Linked DNA regions of Macaca mulatta: region 2 is linked to region 1. A link is a contact called in public Hi-C data. All regions are on one chromosome and are shown on one strand. The core of a region is the stretch at or near the end of the contact, and the rest is flanking DNA. Distances in the headings are between cores, read along the strand shown. Region 1 holds the start of SLC35E1 (solute carrier family 35 member E1). Region 2 holds the start of MED26 (mediator complex subunit 26).

Region 1 (5,334 bases), core at 2,247-4,746:
CCACTGATGCCTTCTCCTCCCGCTGACCTCCTGCCTTCACAAGGAAAGCTTTCTCCAACCCACCTCCACCTTGGGAGGCTTCTGTGCTGTGTTCCCAGGGCCACTGCCTGGGCTTCCCCAGCAGAGAGCTCTCCACCCACTCTTTTTTTTTTTTTTTGAGACGGAGTCTCACTGTGTCGTCAGGCTGGAGTGCAGTGGTACAATCTCTGGCTCACTGCAACCTCTGCCTCCTAGGTTCAAGTGATTCTCCTGCCTCAGCTTTCCGAGCAGCTGGGACTACAGGTGCCTACCACCATGCCCGGCTAATTTTTGTATTTTTAGTAGAGATGGGTTTTACCATGTTGGCCAGCACGGTCTTGATCTCTTGACCTCGTGATCTGCCCACTTCGGCCTCCAAAAGTGCTGGGATTACAGGCGTGGGCCACCGCGCCCGGCCTCTCCACCCACTCTGTTACATCATCCAGTTCCATTAGTGTACAACCTTAGGGCAGGTCCTTGTTCGCTGCTTTATCTCGGTGCCTAGCACACAGTAGGCACTCAATAGCCGCTAGCTGAATGAACGAGTAGCAAACATAGTGACAGAAAGCCTTCAACAAGGTCTGGCATGTGGGGCTAAACGACTCCCAACTGCCAGGATCCACCGGGATCCATTCCCGCATGTCCAGCTCTTCTGACTCTTGGCTCAACCCTGTCCTACCAAGAACACTCTTCACTTTGGGAGGCCGAGGAGGGCAGATCACTTTAAGTCAGGAGTTTGAGACCAGCCTGACCAACATGATGAAACCCTGTCTCTGTTGAAAACACAAAAATTAGCCAGGAGTGATGGTAAGCGCCTGCAATCCCGGCCACTCAGAAGGCTGAGGCAAGAGTTGCTTGAACCCAGGAGGCGGAGCTTGCAGTGAGCTGAGATCCCACCACTGCCCTCCAACCTGGGCAATAGAGCGAGACTCTGTCTCAGAAAAACAAACAAACAAACAAACACTCTTAAGGAGAGGTAGGAGAGGTGGAGATCTTAGGACGGAGTGGTCATGCCACAAGGAGGGCAGAGTGGGGGCTGTGGACCTGAATTCCAGCTTCCCCAATACTGGGCTGTGGCCCTCAGGCACATGATTCTCCCCTCTCAGTCCATCTCAGGAAAACCTGAGATCAGGAATGATGACTACCAGCCTTATCTGCCTTGCAGGGCAGGTTCCAAAAGTTATGATGTCATTATAATTAGTCTGGCTGTCTAACCGGGTCAATTCCCAGTCTTTCCTCACTGTGTGAAGTTTCTGGCTCCTTGCCCAAGCTGGGTACAATGTCCCGTACAACGGGGAAACCTGATAAACACGATGATATCCGGTGATGCAGCTACACACCTCTGGGAAAACTTTGACTTCCCAGGAGCCAAGTCACAGTCTGACATCACCCTGGGGGAGCGAGACTGCAGAGCACACACAGGTCTTGCTGGGACAAAGACAGGCGGGAATTAAAAAAAAAAAAAAAAATCAGCCATAGGTGGCCCAATTTCTATAAGCCGATCCAGGGCACTGCCTTTCTGAGTTACATAAAACACAAGATGCCAAAAACCAACCACTTGGAAAAGAGGCACGGTGTCCAGCATGAAATGGATTCCAGCTGGGACGACAGGCACCCAACTTCCACTTAAGGATACCGGACAAAGCTGTCTCTGGCTAAAGCCATGGCTATTCTTGCCCCAAGCCAGGAAATACCCTGGTTTGGCATCTTGAACCGAATTTGGACTGCGCCCAAAGCATCCTCCTTATGCAGCCCTGAGTCCTGTGTGCTGCTTTCGCTTCTGTTCCCAGACCATCACAACTTCTGGCTGTTTTAATTTCTAAGACTTTGCTGGATTTTGCCAAGATCAAACTCCTTTGATCGTATCTGGCTTCGGATCCCAGAGGTCCCCTGACAGCTCTCTCTTGTAAAGAAGTGAAAATCTAGCCAAGTGCAGTGGCTCACGCCTGTAATCCCAGCACTTTGGGAGGCTGAGGCAGACTGATCACTTGAGGTCAGGAGTTTGAGACCAGCCTGGCAACATAGTGAAACCCTGTCTCTATTAAAAATACAAAAAAAAAAAAATTAGCCAGGTGTGGTGTTGCATGTCTGTAGTCCCAGCTACTCGGGTGGCTGAGGCAGGATAATTGCTTGAACCTAGGAGGCAGAGGTTGCAGTGAGCTGAGATTGTGTCACTACACTCCAGGATGGGCAACAGAGTAAAACTCCGTTTCAAAAAAAGTGTAAACCTATCCCACAGCGTTCTGATCCGTCCCTAGTCCCACTGGAAAGGCCACACATGGGGTGTACGGCCAAAATGTGACCAACCCATTACCTACCAGCAAACCCAGGTAGGGTATGGGAGGAAAATTGTATCTGAAAGGGACAACAGTGTTCCTAAGACCACACAGCAGAGATCACAGAGGTACACATACTCCACACACCATTGCTCACAGCGTGATTCTAGAACTTGAGTAGTAAAAGGCCACTGGAGGCCTCTACACTGACTTCCCTATTTGACAGGAAGCCAGGCAGCCTGCAGACCAGGATCCTGACCACGTCACCAGTTGGCAACAGGGAGGAACCCCCTGGAGGTCCCACCTGCCCAGAGTCCCTGCCCGGGGTTACCTTGGTGCTCTGCTTCTCCTTCATAATGATCCGGGACAGGAGGACCACCCAGATGGGCATGGTGGCCTTGACTGCAAAGAGAGGGAAGGGCACTCAGGGGGCTGCCTGTGTTCCAGGGCCCAACCTGTTCCACCTCCACGGCTGGATGGGAGGGCTTGGCAGCCCCTCAGACCTCTTCACCCCTTCTCTGTCGGTAGGGCTTCCTCCCACCACGGCAGTTGTGGTCTGTCTTGCTTACCTCCCAGCTCTCTTCTCAGCCCCTTTTCTCCCTAAGAATCCTGTGCGTGTCCCTCCCCTACCAAAAGCCTTGGTAGCCCCTCTGCTGACTTCTCAGTCCGGCGGGACGCGCCCCGGGCGGCGCACTCCTTTCCATGCGCCCAAGACCCAAGCTGCGCGCCCCGGCCGCCGCCCCCTAGGCCGGGCGCGGAACCTACCGGTGTGTGCATAAGACACCGGCACCTTCCAGATGCTGACGTGCGCTGACACGGACGCGAAGTACTTGCCAAAGGCGAGCGGCAGCACGTAGCGCGGGTAGAAGCGCGGCGGCAGCAGCGGGCCGGACGACGGATGCGGACTGGGTCCGGGGCCCGAGACGGGCGGCGCGGGGGGCACGCGCCAGGCGCGCAGCAGTGGCGGGAGCCCAGCGCACAGAGCTAGGATGTGGCACAGCGACACGGTCACCGGGAACGGGAAGGCGCTCAGGATCACTTTGTTGACCACGTTGCCGCCCGCGCTCAGCGCGTACCACAACAGGCACAGCGCCGCCACCCGCGCGCCCTCGCGCGCCCCGCTACTGCTGCTTGCTGCGCCCGGGCCCCCAGCACCAGGGCCCGCGCCCACCGCAGCCGCCGCCATCCTGCCCCAGCGGCCGCCCCTTCCCGCCCGTCCGACGGCCCGACGCCGGGCGGGGGCGGGGCTGGGCGGGGGCGGGCCCTCCGGCCTAAGCCGTTTCCCATTGGTCGTTGCCTCTGTGCGTCATCCCACCGCGCCGGCCGACGCGCCAGCCACCACGTCTCGAGTGCAGGCCCAGTCCGCTGTAGATGCGCTTCCGGCGAGGGCGGAGCCGAGGCCGGAAGCGGAAGAAGGGGACGGAGACCTGCATCCAAGCTGTACCACCTGAGACGTGGGCGGTCCCAGTGACCGGGAGCCAGAACTCGAGCGGAACAGGCGAGCAGGAGCGTGGAGGGCTTTGCAGCGTCGGCGTCTGTGCGTGGGCTAAATATCAGGGCCTCTACCAGGGGTACATGGGCACCCCCTAACTAGATTCCTGTTGGCTGGCGGCGGCTGACACCGAAGGTAAAAGACCTTTTGGGGAAAGAAACCAGTTGTGAAAAGCTCTTGAGCTAAACTTCCTCCGCAAACTGGGGCGCACGCGCGTGGCCAAACTCTGGCAGTGGGACTATCCCGGAGCACTCGGTCCCTGGAATCATGTTCTGGAAACCGCCGCGACGTGCGCAGTTCTCGGGCCTGGCCCTCGTATCATCGCACTGAATCCTAGGAACGTCGTGCGGTAGGTATCACCATTCCCATTTCACAGACCGAAGTCCAGAATGGGGAAGCGACTTGTCTTAGGCTTCCTGGCCACTCTGGGGACCGTGGCCGTGGCAGCGTCCTTAGACACCTGTCTCCAAGGCTCGGCAGAAGGGGGAGGTACCGGGCCCTGACGGCTGATGTCCAAGCACCAGCCGGGATGAACCAGCCCCAGGCCCCAGTGAAGGAAAACAAGACGAAGTTTTCAGTAAGATGATCTTATACTAATTCAAGGACTATAATCTGTTCCTCAAATCGTGTACCTCCAATTTTTTCGAGGAAAGGGTGTTAAAATTCCGTTACAGTGTTTCTTTTCTTTTTTTTTGAGACGGAGTCTCGCTCTGTCGCCCAGGCTGGAGTGCAGTGGCCAGATCTCAGCTCACTGCAAGCTCCGCCTCCCGGGTTTACGCCCTTCTCCTGCCTCAGCCTCCCGAGTAGCTGGGACTACAGGCGTCCGCCACCTCGCCCGGCTAGTTTTTTGTATTTTTTTCGTAGAGACGGGGTTTCACCGGTTTAGCCGATGGTCTCGATCTCCTGACCTCGTGATCCGCCCGTCTCGGCCTCCCAAAGTGCTGGGATTACAGGCTTGAGCCACCGCGCCCGGCCCCCGTTACAGTGTTTCTACTTGTTAAATTAGAAGCAGCAACCGGCTGGGTGCGGTGACTCAAGCTTGTAATCCCAGGACTTTGGGAGGCCAAGGCGGGCGGATTGTTTGAGCTCCGGAGTTGGAAATCAGCCTGGGCAACATGGCAAAACCTCGTCTTTGCAAAAAATACAAAAATTAGCCAGGTGTGGTGGCGCACGCCTGTGGTCCCCACTACTAGGGAGGCTGAGGTAGGAGGATCGGCTTGAGCCCAGGTCAAGGCTGCAGTGAGCTATGATGGCGCCACTGCACTCCAGCCTGGGTGACAGAGCAAGACCCAGTCCCAAAGAAGAGTAGAAAGCAGCAACCCAACTTGGCCCCCCAAATGTTGGAAGGTATCTTTGCTTATCCTTGCATTCTCAAAGGCAGGTAACATTAGTGCCCTAGGTCCTCCTGGATACATGGACACAGGCATGGTAGTCCCTGCAGGCAGGGGTAGGGGGGAGCTGCAGCCTGTCCCAAAGTTCTAGAGATGCTGATAGGAGGCCAAGCTCTGCACCCTAATATCCTCCAGCTGTGCCCTGTGTGTATCAGAG
Region 2 (5,713 bases), core at 126-2,625, 57 kb after region 1:
GCCGCGGGAAGTATGACCCCTACTGCCAAGAAACTCTTGGAGAAAATATGAGAATAGATCAGTCTTCCCACCCCCACCCCACCCCCGCAACAACACACATACACACACACAGATACACAGCCACACATACGGAGGGGGAAGGGGCGGTCCCTCCGCCAACAGTAGCCTCAGCAAAGGGGCACCCGAGGAAGCGACACCCTGGAGTTAACCCTGACAGTCTGGGTCAATAGCCACCAGGCTGAGACCCCCAGGTGAGGGAAAGAGCCTACTGAAACAGGGCTCTTGGGTAAACGGGAGAGAAAAGTCCTCTTTAATTCACTACCCAAAAAAATGGAGCTCTGGCTTGGTCAGAGACGCAATGGGTACTGAGGCCCAGAAAGGCAACAGGAAGGATCCCACCCTCCCCGAAATCATCTGTCGCTGGCAGCGACCCCAAGAGGGTTTTGGCGAAGGCGTGTCCAGTCACAGAAGGGAGACAGACTCTCCACGTACCCTGGGTACCCGGCCAGGGGCAAAACACACTGGGGGTTCTCTCCGAAGCCAGGAAGGTGCTGCCAGCCGGGAGGAGGGGGAAGGACTTCTCTCATAACCCAGAAGGCTAAGACATGGGAGACACAGGTTCCCCGAGTCATACCCCGGACACCAGTTGCTTCACAGCCCTTCTCCCTCCCCTCCCCCGCTCCGGGAGGGCTTCCCGGGGGTCTCAGGTCCCGGAGGGAGGGCGATGCAGGGCAGCTTCGTCCAGAGCAGTGAGGGTCATAGAGCTGGAGCAGAAAGGGGAGATAAACTCTACCCTTAGCCCCCCGTCTGCTTCCTCCGCCCAGGCCGCACGGAAGCCTCGGCCTCACGTACCAAGCGCTGCCGGGCTGCCCGACCTGCCCCCGGCCCGGGCCCGAGGAGTGAGAGGCAGAGATGGCAGCGGCCCTCGAGGGGAGGTGGGCGCCAGACGGGTCCCCCGAAGCCCGGTGGGCGAGGGGGACAGGAGAGGGGGAGGGTCCCAGGCCCATGCGGCCTCCGTCCCAGCTCGCGCGGCGGGTACTTACGTTGCTCTGGGGGTCGATGGCCTGCAGCAGCCGGTCCCTGATCTGCTGCGGAGACGCCGGAGCCGCTGTCATTGCCTGGGCGAGGCGGGGGGTTGCGGCCGGGCCAGCGGGCGGGCGGGCTGAGGCGGGGGACGGGGGTCACTCACTCGCCGGCCTCCGGGAGCCGGAGCCGCATGTTCCCCGCGGCGCCGGAGGGTTAGGGGCGCGCGGGGTGGCGGAGAGGGGAGCCGGGGCCGGGTCTCGGTCCCGGGCCGCCGCCGCCACCGAAGGAGGAGGAGGAGCCGCCGGAGCCGCCGCCGCTTGCTGCCGCCGCCTCGAGAACCAAACTCCAGTGAGCTGCCCCCGCGCGGAGTACTCTGGGTAGTCCGCGCCGCACGCAGCGTCGGCGCCACGCTGAGGAGGTTGGGAGATGGGACAGGCGGAGACGCCAGGCATGGGCGGGGCTGCCCGTGCGCCCCGCCCCGCGCCTCCGCGCACGCGCGCGCAGGCGCACTCACCCGCCTTGCCGCCCCGCCCCGCCGCCCGGCCTAGGCAGCCGTTGGGAGGAGGTTGGGCGGGGCAACGGTCGCTGCCTGGAGACCCCGCCCCCGCCCGGGTCGCGGGGCGGGGCTTTCTGACGGAAGCGCGCGCGCAAAGAGTCCTTGAACCCGGACGCTCGCGGCGGCTACCTCAGGGCAGGGAGGGCGGCGGGAAAATCCTTCCTGTAGGAGAGCCTTCCCCGGCGCGTGACTGGGGGATGAGAGTCGCAGGCTGAGCAGCTGCCGAAGTTTTTGTGAGGGCGAGGGAAGCAGACGTCCACGTTGTGATTCTGCGCACGGAAGGGTCATCGGAGGAGTCCAGGGGTGTCGCCGCGGCCGCCCCCGCCCCTTAGAGAGTGTGGGAATGGGTGTGGTGACGGGCGGGGGTCTGCATCGCCACGCGCGACCCCGATCGCGAAAACGTGAGGCGGCAAAGAAGCCGCCCCCCGTAGCTGGGAACGCTGGAAAGCCGGAGGTTGCAAATCTGCGTCTACGCCGCGGCTTCTCCACCTCGGCGCCACTGGCATTTGGGCGATATTGCTCTGTCGTCGGGGCGGGTCCCGCGATCTGTCGAAAGTTGAGCGGCATTTCTGGCCTCAGAAGCGCCCCCTCCCCCAGTCTGCAGTCATTGCCGCCGTCCCTTGTTGGGGCACAGTCCCCCCGCCCCGCTACCGGCAGAAAACCCCGTGACTGAAAGACCCTTCTACCCGCCTCTGCCTGGAGGTGCTGTAAAACTGAGATGCTCATTCTCTTAACCAAACACGTCACAGGAGGAAACGGAGGCCCAAGGTCACCTAGACTTCGGGGTTAAGCCCAGAACCGCAGGTGTCAAGTTTAAGGGCGCCCCTCCTCCCTCCACCCTACTTATTGCCTTCTGTAATTGCTCCCCTCTCTCTGGGAACTCTGTTGGAAATGCTGTTGTGAGACGGGGTGGAAAGGCAAGCTCGGCGGCCTCGGGAGAAATCTTTTTTTTCCCCACTGTTACAGGAAGACCTAGATTTAAAACAGGAGGAAGACGGCTGATGAGAACCACATGTGTGCCTTGGCGCTGCCTGGCACCTGTTAGTCTTGTATTTGTTGTGCTTCTGGGAAATATTTTCATTTGCAAAAACGGCTGCTTCTGCACGTGGCTATAGTTGCGTGCTTCTGCACATGTGAAGTTTTACATCCCCTTGGAGGAGAAAAGAAACACGGGCAAAACACTTGTCATTTACTGCTCCCAACCTCACCCCTCCCAGAATGCGGAGCATTGTGTATATGGTGTACATGGTCCAAGTTGGAAACTGGCCCATTCGGAGATAATTCTTTATCTCATTTCTGATAAGCAAAATAAACAAAGCCTTCCTCAGGCATATTCTGGTCTTGCCTTTCAATTTCTAACTCGGATGTACAGTATCTTTTTTTTTTTTTTTTTTTAAATGATTACATAGGAGACAATTTATTTTGCATGGGTCAAGTTATTTTAAGAAACATTTGGGCGGGAGTGGTGGCTCAAGCCTGTAATCCCTGCACTTCAGCAGGCTGACGCGGGTGGATCACTTGAGCTCAGGAGTTCGAGACTAGCCTGGCCAACATGGTGAAACCCCATCTCTACAAAAAATACAAAAATTAGCTGGGCGTGGTGGCGCGCACCTATAATCTCGGCTACTAGAGGGGGCTGAGGCAGGAGAATTGCTTGAACCCGGGAGGCAGAGGTTGCAGTGAGCCAAGATTGCACCACTGCACTCCGGCCTGGGCAACAGACTCTGTCTCAAATGAACAAAAACAAACAAAATGTGGGGCCAGCCATGGTGGCTTATGCCTGGTAGCTCATGCCTGTAATCCCAGCACTTTGGGAGGCCGAGGTGGGCAGATCACTTGCAGTCAGGAGTTCAAGACCTGCGTGGCCAGAATGGTGAAACCCCTTCTCTACCAAAAAATCAAAAATTAGCCGGGCATGGTGGCACCTGTAATCCCAGCTACTTGGAAGGCTGAGGCAAAAGAATTGTTTGAACCCAGGAGGCAGAGGCTTCAGTGAGCTGAGATCATGCCGCTGTACTCCAACCTGGGTGACAGAGCAAGACTGTCTTGAAAAATAAACATTGGAAAGTACTCAACTTACCTGTTTTTTAAAAACTAAGAAGCATTGACATGACTGAGTTCCTCAAGGGCACTGGCTCTTTTTGGTATCCCCAGTAGACAGAAAAATAATATTTGTGGAGTAAGTCAATGAAAGTTTCATCAAATACACGGTAGTGTTACACACACCCCCAGACACATGAATGCATTTCAGTTTCTACAGATCTGGTACACCATGGGTCTCAACAGCTATTTCCAGAATGAATGAAATACTTCATAAAATATAATACTATATACACCAGGATACACAAAACACACACGGATAGTTTTATTCCACATTTAATATATGTAAAAGGGTGCTTTTGTAAATGCAAAGATTGAATCAGATAACCACTGAACAGCAGTCTTGAAAACATTAGCAAGTTCTCTTAGGTCCAGGGTGGATACTGCAGTTCACTTAGCCAACTTTCTGCATTGAGACATCCTTGCCAGGAATCCTGTCAGTTATGCAAAGATGCGGCACAAGATAACTACTCTTGCTGTGATGGTTCGTCCTCAATGACAGGTCCCTTATAGTATTTAGGTACAACAAGGTCTTTTGTGCTTGGAATGCCCTTGAAAAAGCTGCCTCACCTGTTAGTGAGGGGAATCCCAAAGAGAAAGGGAGAGGAAGGGCTGGGTGCAGTGGCTCACACCTATAATCCCAGCACTTTGGGAGGCCGAGGTGAGCAGATCATTTGAGGTGAGGAGTTAAGAGACCAGCCTGGCAAACATGGTGAAACCCCACCTCTACTAAGAATACAAAAATTAGCTGGGCGTGATGGTGGGCGCTTGTATTCCCAGCTACTTGGGAGGCAGAGGCAGAAGAATTGCTTGAACCCAGGAGGCGGAGGTTGCAGTGAGCCAAGAGCACACCACCTCACTCCAGCCTGGGTGACAGAGTGAGATTCCATCTCAAAAATAAAATAAAATAAAATAAATAGTAGGAAGAGAGAGGAAGTAGCTCAGAGTCCATGATTTGCTCTTGCCACGGGAAGAGGCAAAGAAGTTAGTGTCAGGAGGTCAAGTGCAGAGTATCTTCAGTCCAGCTGGATGGTAAGGGAGTAGGAGGATGTTTCTCCCTGGACTCACTGCTGTGGCCTAAGCAGGAACGGAATACTCAAGAGCACTGCAGAGGAAGCCTTGACCAGGCAGGTTCACACAGCTCTACAGGACCAGTCTTCCACAGCGACACCTTGTGATAGCCAGGAGCAACAGCAGGAATGCGCTCATCACAATGATAGAAGCAAGCCCCTGATAGGCCATTTAAAGCACAGGGTTACTAAACTTACCCTAATGAGGGATGTGAGGGCTCCAGGGATTAACAGAAAAAGCCAGTGTGACAAAAACCACCACCCCACTTCAACCCCTATGTTTGCTTTGGGTTTAACAGGCTGGCAGAATCTTTTTTTTTTTTGAGACAGAGTCTCACTCTGTTGCCAGGCTGGAGTGCAGTGGTATGATCTTGGTTCACTGCAGTCTCCGCCTTTTGGGTTCAAGCGTTTCTCCCTCCTCAGCCTCCCACGTAGTTGGGACTATAGGCACGTGCCACCACACCTAGCTAATTTTTACATTTTTAGTAGAGACGGGGTTTCACCATGTTCGCCAGGATGGTCTCAAACTCCTGATCTCGTGATCCGCCTGCCTTGGCCTCCCAAAGTGCTGGGATTACAGGCGTGAGCCACCGCGCCCAGCTGCTGGTGGAAATTTTTAAAACCCTTTCTCAAATATGAACTCATTCAACCGTATCAGTTATCTCAGAAGTACCTAGAGATGAGTTTCATAGTTCTGCTTGGCTTTGCACTAAGTCTTGTTTACTCTAAAAGTGAAACCAATTTAAATTGGCTTTGACTAACCTTGACATGTCAAAGGTAGCTAGAAGAACTCAATTTTTAAATCACATCTTCGGATGGGGATACACAAAGGATACCTGCTCCTGAGAATCCAGTTTTGAAGCCAAGCCCTGGAACTGGTTGGGGGGGATTCATGAACACAATAATTGCGCTGTACAAACACAACACAGCTGGGACGCCAAGGAAGGAAAAAAGTCATTAA

The links. Hi-C and Micro-C count contacts between places; a contact is called where the count stands out from the background.
Region 2: a Hi-C map of fetal cortex germinal zone shows a contact between it and region 1, with 2.1 times the contacts expected there. The contact joins the promoter of MED26 here to the promoter of SLC35E1 in region 1. A contact is called at or near these places in 4 of 14 Hi-C or Micro-C datasets (CD4 T cells, blood, fetal cortex germinal zone and 1 more).

Annotation. Positions count from the first base shown.
Region 1 is chr19:17,065,494-17,070,827 of T2T-MMU8v2.0, forward strand. SLC35E1 (solute carrier family 35 member E1) reads right to left here and starts at 3,497. Exons shown (of 6, transcript NM_001266345.1): 1 at 3,060-3,497; 2 at 2,626-2,696. The coding sequence starts at 3,480. It overlaps LOC144336827 (a long non-coding RNA gene), which reads left to right and starts at 3,768. Exons shown (of 2, transcript XR_013409180.1): 1 at 3,768-4,488; 2 at 5,068-5,334.
Region 2 is chr19:17,124,404-17,130,116 of T2T-MMU8v2.0, forward strand. It overlaps MED26 (mediator complex subunit 26), which reads right to left and starts at 1,376. Exons shown (of 3, transcript XM_015123227.3): 1 at 1,044-1,376. The coding sequence starts at 1,115.